Linked DNA regions of Sus scrofa: region 1 is linked to region 2. A link is a contact called in public HiChIP or PLAC-seq data. All regions are on one chromosome and are shown on one strand. Each heading gives the region's core, a stretch centred on a gene start, on an enhancer-like site or on the middle of the called end of the contact. The rest is flanking DNA. Distances are from core to core; before and after follow the strand shown. Region 1 overlaps LOC110255736. Region 2 overlaps DUSP10 (dual specificity protein phosphatase 10).

Region 1 (6,102 bases), core at 523-3,022, 240 kb before region 2:
GTCCACGCAAATAAATGGTACGCAACTTTTGACTTGCCTGCAAGAGCTTCTGTCTGGAACAGCGCAGCTGGGGCCTCAATGACCCTAGCTGAAAACACTGTCTGATGCCAGGGACTTTGCCTCTGTCTTGCATGTCCTTGCTGGCGGGGGGGGGGGGGGGGGGAGCAGGGGGAACAATACTTTTCCATGTTAGAAAGTGTTGGAACGTTCAGGAACATCGAGGTCACAGCGATGGCTGCCCTGGGTTGGCTCAGATGCCCATTAGACACGGGTAGCCTGGCTGTTTCCTAATTGCCAGGCTGCAGCCTCTCCATCGGCTGGTTCCAGGCACTGCTGCCTCTGTGCCGGTATTTGCAATGTGCCTGCCACCTGCCCAGGGAGCTTGTCATTCTTTTGACCTCAGCTCACAGCAGGTTGTCTTCTGGGGAGTTTCTTTCTTCCTTTGTCTTTTTAGGGTCTCACCTGTGGCCTATGGAGGTTCCCAGGCTAGGGGTTGAATCGGAGCTGTAGCCGCCGGCCTACGCCACAGCCACAGCAATGTGGGATCTGAGCCACGTCTGCAACCTGCACCACAGCTCACGGCAAAGGATCATGGCAACACCGGATCCTAAACCCACTGAGCAAGGCCAGGGATCAAACCTGCAACCTCATGGTTCCTAATCGAATTCGTTAACCACTGAGCCACGATGGGAACTCCCATTTCTGCTCTTAAGTCACCCAATACAAGCACTTTGTCATCGCAACCTTGGCAAACTAATACATCATGTATGCTCCCTTTGTCAGAGTTTGTGTGGATTGCTTTCCTCTTGTGACCAAAGTAAGTAAATATTCGTCATAGACCACCTGAGTTACGCAATAGAATTGCACGAAAAGGAAATCAGTGGTCCTTTATCCCACCGTCTACGGATAACATCATCATAAACACTTCGGTGTTCATTCACCCGGTCTTTCTTGTGCGTGTGTGTGAATTTCTTTTTCTTTTTAGGGCCACATCTGTGGCATATGGAGGTTCCCAGGCTAGGGGTCAAATTGGAGCTGCAGCTGCCGGCCTACACCATAGCCACAGCAACACAGGATCTGAGCCGCATCTGTGACCTACACCACAGCTCACGGCAACGCCGGATCCTGAACCCACTGAGGGAGGCCAGGGATCGAACCCACATCCTCAGATGCTGGTCAGGTTTTTAACTTGCTGAGCCACCACAGGAACTCCTGAATTTATTTTTTGAAACACGTTTCAGATGACCTACATCTGGGCTTTTGCACTTTACTTCTGCCGGGTAAAAGCAAAGAACTCAAACCCGTGAAACCCAGGCCTTTCTAACAGCCTCAGAAAATATGCTGGACAATTTTCAATCTTTCCCTAAACCAGGGAGTGGCCCAACTGGCAGGGAAAGCTTCTGGTTTCTGACAGACAGATGCTGACATGTGTCTAATGAATTTAGCGCTTAGCTCTAGCTTATGTTCAACTCCGCGGTGCCTGGGAGATAAGAAGCAATGGGTATCGTGTAAACCCCTTGACAGCCTCTGGGCTCCAGGACTTAGCATGTCTTTATCATCAGGTCTGTTTACAAAGAAAAGTCTTTGGAGGGTTTTCCCCATGGAGCAGCTTTCTTTCAATACGGCATCTGGTGAAAATATTACACGAGCTGCGTGCAGCTTGTCTGCTCCAGTTACAGGGGGGAAATTGCTCTTGGCGGCCCACGGGGGCCCCTTGAACTTGGCCTGTTAGCTGGCCGGCTGTGCCGCAGCGTGAGCTCGTGTGCAGCTGGCGCTGCGAAGCGGGAGCAGGAAGAGAAGCCGAGCCGCCCGTGGATGGGGAGCTTGTCCTAGGTGAGGAAGGGGGTCTGCCTTTTCCCAAGCGGGAGCCAGAGGCCAGCAGCGCCCAAAGGGCCTCCGCGCATCAGCAGTGCTGGATGCGCCCTCGCCTCTCTGCTACCCAGGGAGCCTTCGCCCCTGGAGGACTGGTTACACTGCCTCGAAGAGGAGAGGGCACCCAGGCCAGCAGCGGTCAGAGCTGGCGGCCGGGAGCTGGTGCAGCCTTTACAGGCCTTTCTGCTCATTCTGCCCTCTTCCTCCTCCTCCTCTTGCTTCCTTCCTCCTCCCGTTTGTTCATTCTCGCTCCCTCCCATCCCTCCTCTTCCTTCCCTTTTGCTTTCCTTCAAAAAAGCAAAATAGTAAAAGCGAGATTCCAGGCCAAAGGGGAGGGAGGGGCGGTCTCTGCTGCCAGTGCTCCCGCAGGGCTGCTCCTGGCTGCAGCTGACTTCACACCTGCCTTTGGGTGCATCTCCCCAGGCCTGCCCCACGCCAGACTCCCCCTTCCTGTCATTGCCTGGCCCCAGAGGACCATCTGAGGTGCCCTGCTCACAGGAACCATCCTGTCCTACTGAGCGGGGACAAGAGAGACCTCCGCTCTCATTTCCTTCCACCAAGGTCTCTCTGACCCGCCAAAGTCCCGCTCCTTCCCTCCTGCCCTCACTGGGGGCTCAGATCCCCTGACACTGGGCCTGGGGAGATGCAAGGCAGCCTCACTGCAGCTGGAGGCAGGTCCAGGGCTGACCACGCAGGGGGAGATTGCCAGCTTCCTTTCAGGCACTAAGGGGACATGCACGGTCTCTAGAAAAGGGAAAACGCCCATGCAACCAACTGCAAGTCTGCCTGTTTCTTTTTACCAGTTAGCGAAAACAGACTTCACCAAAACAAACAAAAAAAAAATTGTTGGTCTAAGTTCTGAGAAACTGCAGTTGCTGCTGAGTTTTCAGAATACATCAACTTTTTCTTTTTCTTCTTTTTTTTTTTTTTTTTTTTTTTCTTTGTAGGGCCACATCTGTGGCATATGGAAGTTCCCAGTCTGGGGGTCGAATCAGAGCCGCAGCTGCCAGCCTACACCACAGCCACAACAACGCCACATCTGAGCCGTGTCTGCCACCTACACCACAGCTCACAGCAACACCGGATTTTTAACCACTGAGCGAGGCCTGGGATCAAACCTGGGTCCTCATGGATACTAGTCAGGTTCGTTACAGCTGAGCCACGACGGGAATGCCATAACCTTATTAATTTTTAAAACAACTGTTAATCATTTTACTAAAATTAATCATGGTGGTGGGACCACTGTTGTAACTTATTTTCTTGGTTTATTCTTCAGAAAAACCAGAGTAAAAACCAAGTTAAAAACTGAAAATCAAATCAAGGAAGAAACAACACAATAGCAGTACGATTTAATAATTGCACAAATTGTACCCTTTCCGGACACTTCAGTTTTATTACAATTTGCTTAGTAGTTAATATTATACTTAGTAGTATAATATTATAATGCTATAACCAAAGAACCACATTTCAAAGCTGCCAGGTAACTATAAAGTTATTAAATAAAGAGTTCTGCTTTTTCTCCCTTTTTGTGCCATCACTTGTTTTTTCCCCTATCTTTGATTTGGGGGTTTCATGTTATGATTATATACGCCTATGAGATTTAGTGAATGCAAATTTGCACTGGTCATTACTGGCATTCTTCTGGTCATTATTGGTATTCTTCTGGTCATTATTGGTATTCTTTTTCTTCATGTTGGCTAATGTAAGTGACGTCGTGGAGGGGTAGATGCAGGTGACCAGCTCTGGGTGTCAGACCTCTTAGGTGGGGGGCCACACGGAACCCCCTGTGCCAACCTGGTAAAGCTACGCGTTTGCGGCAGCGACCAGCAGGGGGCGCTGGAGATGCTAAACTCCCGGCCCGCCACCTTCTCAGGAGCCCTAGGTTCCAGGAACACAGGTGGGCACGGCTGCCTGGAGGCTTTCTGCAAGGCAACCTATGCTTTCCTTCGAACCGAGACCAGCCACATCTGAGTGTGTCACCTCCACGGCCTTTGCGCACAGCCACGCCACTGTCACCCTCACAAGGTCTCCTGACCGGTTTTCTGCTTCCATGCTCATTTCTCTACGGTGAATTTTCTGTGCAACAGCTAAAGTCATGCTGTTAAAAATGAGTCAGACTTGGGCCACCTCCTGCGTCACCCACGGGAATCCTCTGGTTGGAAGAACCAATCTTACTCTTCACCTGGACCCGTGCCCGCTCCTTCCCTGCCATCAGGCCCCCACCCTCTGCCCTGCCTTGGGCTCTCTGTGCAGTTCTTTGTCTTGCCCAGCTCAGTTCCTTCTAGCAAATGGCCCTTCTGCTCCCTCCACCTGGATCGTCCACCCCCCAAATCAGAGGGGCGCACTCCTCAGATTCCACTCCGCAGTCCCCTCAGAGGCATCCCTGACCCCCCCCACCAACCTTGACCTGCTGCACTTTACAGCACTTAGCATTTCCGATGCCTCATTTGTTTATGCACTTCTTTGCTCACTTACCATTTGGGGCTGGCGACTCTGCTTCTTGAGCTTGAGGCTGGTTACATAGGTGTGTTCTATGAAAACTCATCGAGCTGTAGGCTTGTAATAGGTCCGCTTTTCTACATAGTGTCGTGTTGCAATGACACATTTACAATGTCCAGTCCTATGCAGGAATCAAAACTTTCAACTTTGGAGTTCCCGTGGTGGCTCAGCAGAAACAAACCCAACTAGCATCCATGAGGACACAGGTTCGATCCCTGGCCTCGCACAGTGGGTTAAGGATCTGGCATTGCCGCAAGCTGTGGTGTAGGCTGCAGACATGGTTCGTATCCTGCATTGCTGTGGCTGTGGTATAGGCTGGCAGCTACAGCTCTGATTGGACTCCTAGGCCTGGGAACCTCCGTATGCTATGGGTGGGGCCCTAAAAGACCAAAAAAAAAAAAAAAGAAAGAAAGAAAAAATTGTTTGTGGGAGTTCCCATTGTGGCTCAAGGGGTTAAGAACCAACTAGTATCATGAAGATGTGGGTTTGATCCCTGGCCTCTCTCAGTGGGTTAAGGATCCGGCACTGCCACAAAGTGTGGCATAGGTTGCAGATGCCGCTTGGATCCTGCAAGGCTGTGGCTGCATTGCCACGAGCTGTGGTGTAGGTTTCAGACACAGCTTGGATCCTGCGTGGCTATCGCTGTGGCTGTGGCTGTGGTGTAGGCCAGCAGCTTTAGCTCCGATTGGACCCCCTAGCCTGGGAACCTCCATATGCTGTGGGTGTGGCCCTAAAAAGACAAAAACAAAAACCCAAACTTGCAACTTCTCTCTCTTTTTTTTTTTTTGTCTTTTTGTCTTTTGTCTTTTGTCTTTTGTCTTTTGTTGTTGTTGTTGCTATTTCTTGGGCCGCTCCCACGGCTCAACTTCTCTCAAAGTTTTGACATCTTCCCCTAGTCTAGCTGGTTCTGTTACAGATGGGCCTGTTTCCCTTTGAAAAGGAAATATGTGTACGTGTGTGTGTGTGTTTGGTGTGCGTGATGTGTATGATGTGTGTGCATGTGGTATGTTGTGTGTTTTGTGTGATGTGTGTATGGTGTGTGGTATGTGTATGTGTGTTGTGTGATGTATGTGTGCGTGATGTGATATGTGTGTATGTGTGGTGTGTGTATGTGTGGTGTGTGTGGTGTGTGCTCTTCTCCAGGTAGTTCCTCAAGATCCCTTTCCACTTGGAGACTCGCCTTTCCATGGTCTTGGGCTCGGGTGTGAGGCCAGTCAACTGATCGGCCTAGAAAAGTAGTCAGTGTGCCATCCAGCTTCAGGCAGGGCCTCTGTCTGCCCGGCCAGCATTTGTCACCACAGTGTGACAGTGTCCAGTGGTATCAAGGGGAACAGGACGTGTGAGCCAATGTCAGCCTTGGCGGGGGTGGCAGGGCAGGGGGGCTGTGGGTCTGCTTTTAGATCCTTGGAATGCTCTTGGGAAAAAAATGTTTAGCCACAATTAGGGTCAGACAAGCAGGGCTCTTTGCCAATAGCAACCCTTTGCTTTCCTGTAAACAATTGTGAGGCAGCTCCTATTTTAACGGAATCACCCACTTGGCAACTGGGTAACAACAGTAAACCGATTGTTGCTGGCTTCTGTCGCTGTCAAAAAAAAAATTATTCCCCAAGTCTTCTGAGCTTTTTGCTTTATTAAGAAACCTGATCAATGTAGTTGGGTTGGTGTGTGGTCCGTCTGGGTTTATAGCCTGCCTGCTAACTCTACCACGAGGGGGTCACAGTGTAAAAACGT
Region 2 (5,730 bases), core at 1,572-4,071:
TCAGAGAAGACGCTCGAAACGCTTGCCATGGCTTGATTTCTACCCAGCTGGGCTGGCTCTGGGCACTTTGTGTACCGCTGCTCTGCCAGGCTTGCTCTGCAGAACTGCTCAGTTTCTTTCTTTTCTTTTTCTCTTTGGTCTGTTTAGGGCTGCACCTGCAGCATGTGGACATTCCCAGGCTTGGGGTCAAATTGGAGCTGCAGCTGCTGGCCTACACCACAGCCACAGCAACGCCAGATCTGAGCCGCATCTGCGACCTTCACCACAGCTCATGGCAACACCAGATTCCCGACCCACTGAGCGAGGCCAGGGATCAAACCTGTGTCCTCAAGGATACTGGCTAGGTTTGTCACCACTGAGCCACAAAGGAAACTCCCTTATGATTGTGTTTTCAAATGGTCTCAGAGTTAAGTAACTTAGGGTACTTAAGAGTTAGTGAGTGAGGAACCCAGAATTCCTGAGTTTAGGCCCTGCCTTCCACGCCTTCATCCAGGGGAGGTGAACATGCTGCTGGAATCATCCATCAGCTGTCTCGCCGTGTTCCAGGGCGGGCCAGCTGGCCGGGGCAGTACCCTCAGTACTGTGCCCTCAGCCCGATTTGGTGCTTAATAAATGTGTATAGAAATGGACACCTGAGGGCAAGGGGGGTCCCTCCTCCTGTTCCCTGACTCCCTCAGGCTCGTGCTCCCTCTTGAGCATCCTCTTCTCCTTCGTGGGTCTCTCCATCCCTTCTTACATAGGGTGTCTTAGAAGGAGGCGTGGAGGTGGAGAAAGGGTTAAGGTCCCCACGTGTGAATTGTTTTGGACCCCAGGTCTCGCTGCCGGGCATGGCTGTTTGTCACATTTAAGCCTGTCACTCCTGCAGGCTGCCTCTTCTCCATGAGCCTTTCCAGCCTCAGCAGTGACAAGATTTCGGAGCCTTCCTGCTAAACTCTCCTGGCAGGCCCTGCACCTGCCCTGCATGAGTCACAGCAGAATGACATCCTTTCAGGTGTTTTTGGTTAAGTTTCCTTTAATGATCTTTCAACCCTTTTCTCTCATTAGATTTTTTTTTTTTCTTTTTAGGGCCACACCCACAGCATATAGAAGTTCTCAGGCCAGGGTCTGAATCAGAGCTGCAGCTGCCCACGTTTACTGCAGCCACAGCAACACCAGATCAGAGCTGCATCTGCAAACTATGCTGCAGCTCGTGGCAATGCTGCATCCTGAACGCACGGAGTGAGGCCAGGGCTCGAACCTGCATCCTTGTAGATACTCGTCAGGTTCCTTACTGCTGAGCCACAACAGGAACTCCTCTCCCATTAGATTTATCTTCAGAGACTATATATATTTAAACAATTTTTTTAACACTTCCAAATTCCTAGGCTTATGCTGAGCGACACACAATACATACTTTACACCTGACTGGTGGCCCTTTGTCACGTCCTTCCCAAGTTGATTTAACCTTGAAACATTTATCGAGTGCCTGCTGTACGAGCCAGGCCTAGCTCTAGGTGCTGAGTGGTGACTACTTATCATTTCTGTTCATAACTGTTCTGTTCATAACTTATTAAGTCCTGGCAGTGACTCTGGGCGCCTCTTGGTACTGCTATTGGCCCTATTTTGCACATGAGGAAGCTAGGGTGCAGGAGGCGAGGACGTGGCCGAGATCAGCGGGCTGGAAGGGGCGGAGGCCAGCCGAGCCCCAGGGCAGTGATGCTGCGCTTCCTCCAAGACGGAGAATCGCCTGGCTTTCTTGGGGTCCATATGTTAACAATAACACTAAACAAATGAAGGAGGTAACAAGTGGTTTTTGATAAGTGATCGTGAAACTAAAATTTCACACTATTAATTAAAGAGCAGTAGCAGGGTCGCTATCCTTGGACACTGCGGAAGAGCCTCCTGAGAGGACCCTGTTTGAGCTGAGGTCTGAATCACCTAGTGAAGATGTAGGGAAGGGGGTTGCACGAAAAGGGAACAGCATGTGCAAAGGCCCTGAGGTGGGAGGCAGGTCCTGGCCTCTCATGGCCTAGGACAGGGGCTCTTCTTCTCCACTGTCCATCAATATACAATTTATTCACATCCTGCTGGAGCTGGAGAAATTCACAGAAGATCCAAACCCCTGATTTTCTAGAAGTGGCAAGAGAGGTCACAAAACCAGTCCCCAGTAGGACCTCGGTGCAGGCCGTAGGGCTATGTCCCCAGAGTCCTTGCTGTCAGGACTTCCAGCCCCCTGAGCAACGTTAGGCATAGCTTCCAGGGGATGTGGCTGGGAGATCTGACTGTGCCAGACGTGGGGTTCATCCCAGGTCACCTCTCCCGTTCCGCATGTCCCAGGTTGAACTGACCCGTTGCTTGGCTGGCCTGCCACTTAGCCTCAAGTCCACATTGACAAGCTATGATCCAAGCCTACCTACTCCAAGCCCGACTGGCCTCTTGGTGGATTTTTCTTCCCCTTCATCCCAGAAGGTGGTACATTTCTGGGGACACGATCGCTTGATCGCTTTTCACTTGATACAAACGTGTATCTGTCAGCGCGCAGAGGCCTCCCCTGGCTTCAGGCTGGCCTTTCCAATCTCAGCCATCCCTCGAGGGTCTGACCGTGGGGCTGGGCTGGACAGGTAAATCTCTATGTGGGGCAGTGTTCACGCCTGCTCTTTCTGGCCGTGTAGTCTTGATGCTCAGACTTGCTGAATGTTCTTGCCAAATACAGAATTCCGCTCGGTGACTTGAGGAGGTGTTGCTGTGCCTTTTGTGAACAGAAAACTCTGATTCAGGAAAACAATCCACATTTTGATGTTGACACTTGATCCTGTCCCCTGCCACTTCCTGAATTCCCTAAGCTACCGCCCTTTGACCTCCAGATGATACTAAAACACATCGTCATGAAAGCTGTTTGTTTGGACATGGGGCTTTCATTCACAGTGGGCGGGAGGCACATGCCGTTTTTGCTGGGAGCTTCCCTGCGCCAGTGCAGTACAGGGACCATCTGGGCTACCCTTCCATAACCCTGCCCTGCTTCCTGCCCTCCCTCCCCTCCTCCTGCCATGGATGTTTCCAGATGACCTCTGTGCACGTAATTTCCAATGGGAATGTTTCACGGTAGAAATATGCTCTCTCTTGAGGCTTGCTCTTGATATTTCTAGAGATTTATTTAATTGGACTCTACTTAAATCCCCTTGGGAAACATACTTTTGCTGTGAAGTTGTGATGTGTTTAATTTGGGGTCTAAGATAAATGTCGGTCCTTGGGGGAGGTGGATGATTAGGCAAGAGTGTTCCTTTTGTTCAGGGGGCCTGTTTAGTGACTGGCTTTCCTGGCTTTCCTCTGTTTGTTGGTTTAGCAAAATGCTTCACTATTTAAACTCCGGCACCGCAAAGCAAAGAATGTTCTCCCTCTCTTCACGGAATTAAACAGTCATGCAGAGCTTGGCTTGAGCCCTTGGGGGGCATATGGCTTCATGTTTTATGGCACTCTCCTGGTAAAGGCTCCCCTCTCCAGCCTTCCAGTATGATCTCATGGATTCTTCTCCCCTCCCTTAATCCTCCTTGATGGATTGCCTGGTATTGAGCTTTTTGGTGAAGACAGGAGCTGCAACCCTAACATGGTATTGAGTGGCTGCCCCCAAACCCAGACATTCTCTAGCTAAGCTGTTCTTCCCCCCAGGGAGATGCTGCAGGGAGGGTGTAACTGATGAAGAGGCCTGTGTCTTTGGGACGAAGGGGGCTCCTGGGCTTGCAGCTGGCTCGTGAAACGAAGGTTTGGGAAGATTCTGTGGGCTTGCCCCTTATGAGCATGCCCATCCTTTAGGCACCAACACATCTTGACCTCGGGTCCATTTCTGGCTTGACTTTCAGACATGGTATCAGGTTGGGTTGGCTCCCAAGGGTCAGATTCTCAGGCAGTCCACAGGTTTGGTGTGGTTCTTCAAATGTAAGAATTATAATTTGTATTTCTACCAAGTAAGCTAGCCTGGGTATTAAAAGTGGTTCCCTGTTTGTATGTTGGGGCTGCTGTAACAAACCACCATGATCTGGGTGGCTTCAAGAGCAAACATTTATTTTCGCAGTGTTCTGGAGGCTGGAAGTCCAAGGTCACCGTGCTGGGTGCACAGGTTCTGGTGTGCTCTTCCAGGCTTGCAGATGGCCACCTTCTTGCTTAGTAGGAGACGGGGAGAGAGAGACCAAGCTCTCCCGTGTCTCATCCTATGAGGGCACTAACCCTCAGTGTGAGGACCCCACCCTGCTGACCTCATTAAACCTAATCATCTTCCAAAGGCCCCCATCCCCAAATACCTTAGGGGTTAGGGTTTCAGCATGTGAATTCAGTCCCATAGCAGGTGCAAAACATGAATTCTGCACAAGAAAGGGTATGAATTTCATCCAGGTTGGGGAATATAGGTAAATCACACCCTCTGATAAAGTAACTTTTTTCTGGCTCTCTCGTTCTCTCCTTATTTTATTTTATTATTTTTTTGTCTTTTTAGGGCCACACCTGCAGCATATGGAAGTTCCAATGCTAGGGGTCCAATCAGAGCTGCAACTGCCAGCCTATAGCACAGCCACAGCAACACCCGATCTGAGCCACGTCTGTGACGTAAACCACAGCTTGCAGCAAGGCAGGATCATTAACCCAGTGAGCGAGGCCAGGGATCAAACCCGCATCCTCATGGATACTAGTATGCTTCATTACTGCTGAGTCACGATAGGAACTCCTCTCCTTATGCTTTTCAAACTCATATCGATCAAGTGTTATAGGCTCCTGCCCATGCAGGAGCGTCCCACTGAATTTAGAGTAAAACCCAGCTGCTAAATGGCCTAAGAGACCCTCTGCAGTTTCCTTTCCTCCTCTGGGCCCCGTCTTCCGCTCATTCTGCCTCCGCACTGTCACTGTCCCTTTGAGCCATCCCAATCTCAGTGGTGTCCCCACTTTGCCCTGCTGTGGCTCTTTCTGCCTCGCCTGTCCTCGGGGGCCCCCTCTTCCACCACTTCTCCAAACCTCCCTCCCTCCCATGCCCAGAGAGCTTTTTTTCTCCGAACCCCAATCGAATCAGTCCCCCCTCATGGCACCCAGGCACCGAAGGGCATCTCACGGCCTTTATCGTCATTAATCATTACCTTTTTATTTGTGTGTTTATATGTTTACCATCCATCTCCTCCCAGTGGACCCTGACGGGGGTGGAGGGAGAAGAAAGGGGCATTTTCAGCCTATCACTCAAGTCTCTGAAGGTCTGGGAGGCTTACTCTCAGATAAAAAGCTATTATTTTTTATTTATTTTTTTTTTCATGGCTACGTCTGCAGCATATAGAAGTTCCCAGGCTAGGGTCCAGTTGCGCTGTGGCCGCCACCACAACAGTGCGGGATCCGAGCCACAGCTTGTGGCAACACTGGATCCTTAACCCACTGAGTGGGGCCAGGGATCAAACTGGCATCCTTATGGCTACTAGTTGGGGTCTTAACCCGCTGAGCCACAACAGGAACTCAAAGGGTTTTCAAAAGTGAAACGTGTTAACATAGCTGGTGTGTCTGTTAAGAAAACCCAGAGGGGAGCTGAGTGTGGGTCTTTCTCCCGGGGACCCAGGAGGTCTGCGCAGAGAGAGTGAGTGCCGTTTAGACGAGGAGGGCTAGAGAAACCAAGAGGAGATCTGCACTTTGGCAGTTTTGGGGGAACGTGGGGCTGGAACTTGGGGGTCTCTCTGGCGGCCCCTCGAGTCCCTGCGTCCACCCCGCCTGCATTCTGAGAGGCATTCA

Evidence for each region. HiChIP or PLAC-seq counts read pairs in DNA pulled down with a chosen protein or histone mark.
Region 1: a contact with region 2 is called in an H3K27ac HiChIP or PLAC-seq map of skeletal muscle. The contact joins two enhancer-like sites. A contact is called at or near these places in 2 of 47 Hi-C or Micro-C datasets (both in skeletal muscle) and 1 of 2 datasets of contacts at active chromatin or transcription factors (skeletal muscle).

The regions. Positions count from the first base shown.
Region 1 is chr10:11,115,866-11,121,967 of Sscrofa11.1, reverse strand. All of the region lies in intron 5 of LOC110255736, which reads left to right. Among named protein-coding and RNA genes, the nearest start is that of TRNAT-UGU, 190 kb to the left of the region's middle. Within about 2 kb of position 1,772, at least 19 of the 83 cell types and tissues checked have an H3K27ac peak or open chromatin away from gene starts, as enhancers often do. A contact at or near this core is called in skeletal muscle, where this site is marked.
Region 2 is chr10:10,881,337-10,887,066 of Sscrofa11.1, reverse strand. All of the region lies in intron 2 of DUSP10 (dual specificity protein phosphatase 10), which reads left to right. Among named protein-coding and RNA genes, the nearest start is that of DUSP10, 22 kb to the left of the region's middle. Within about 2 kb of position 2,821, at least 9 of the 83 cell types and tissues checked have an H3K27ac peak or open chromatin away from gene starts, as enhancers often do. A contact at or near this core is called in skeletal muscle, where this site is marked.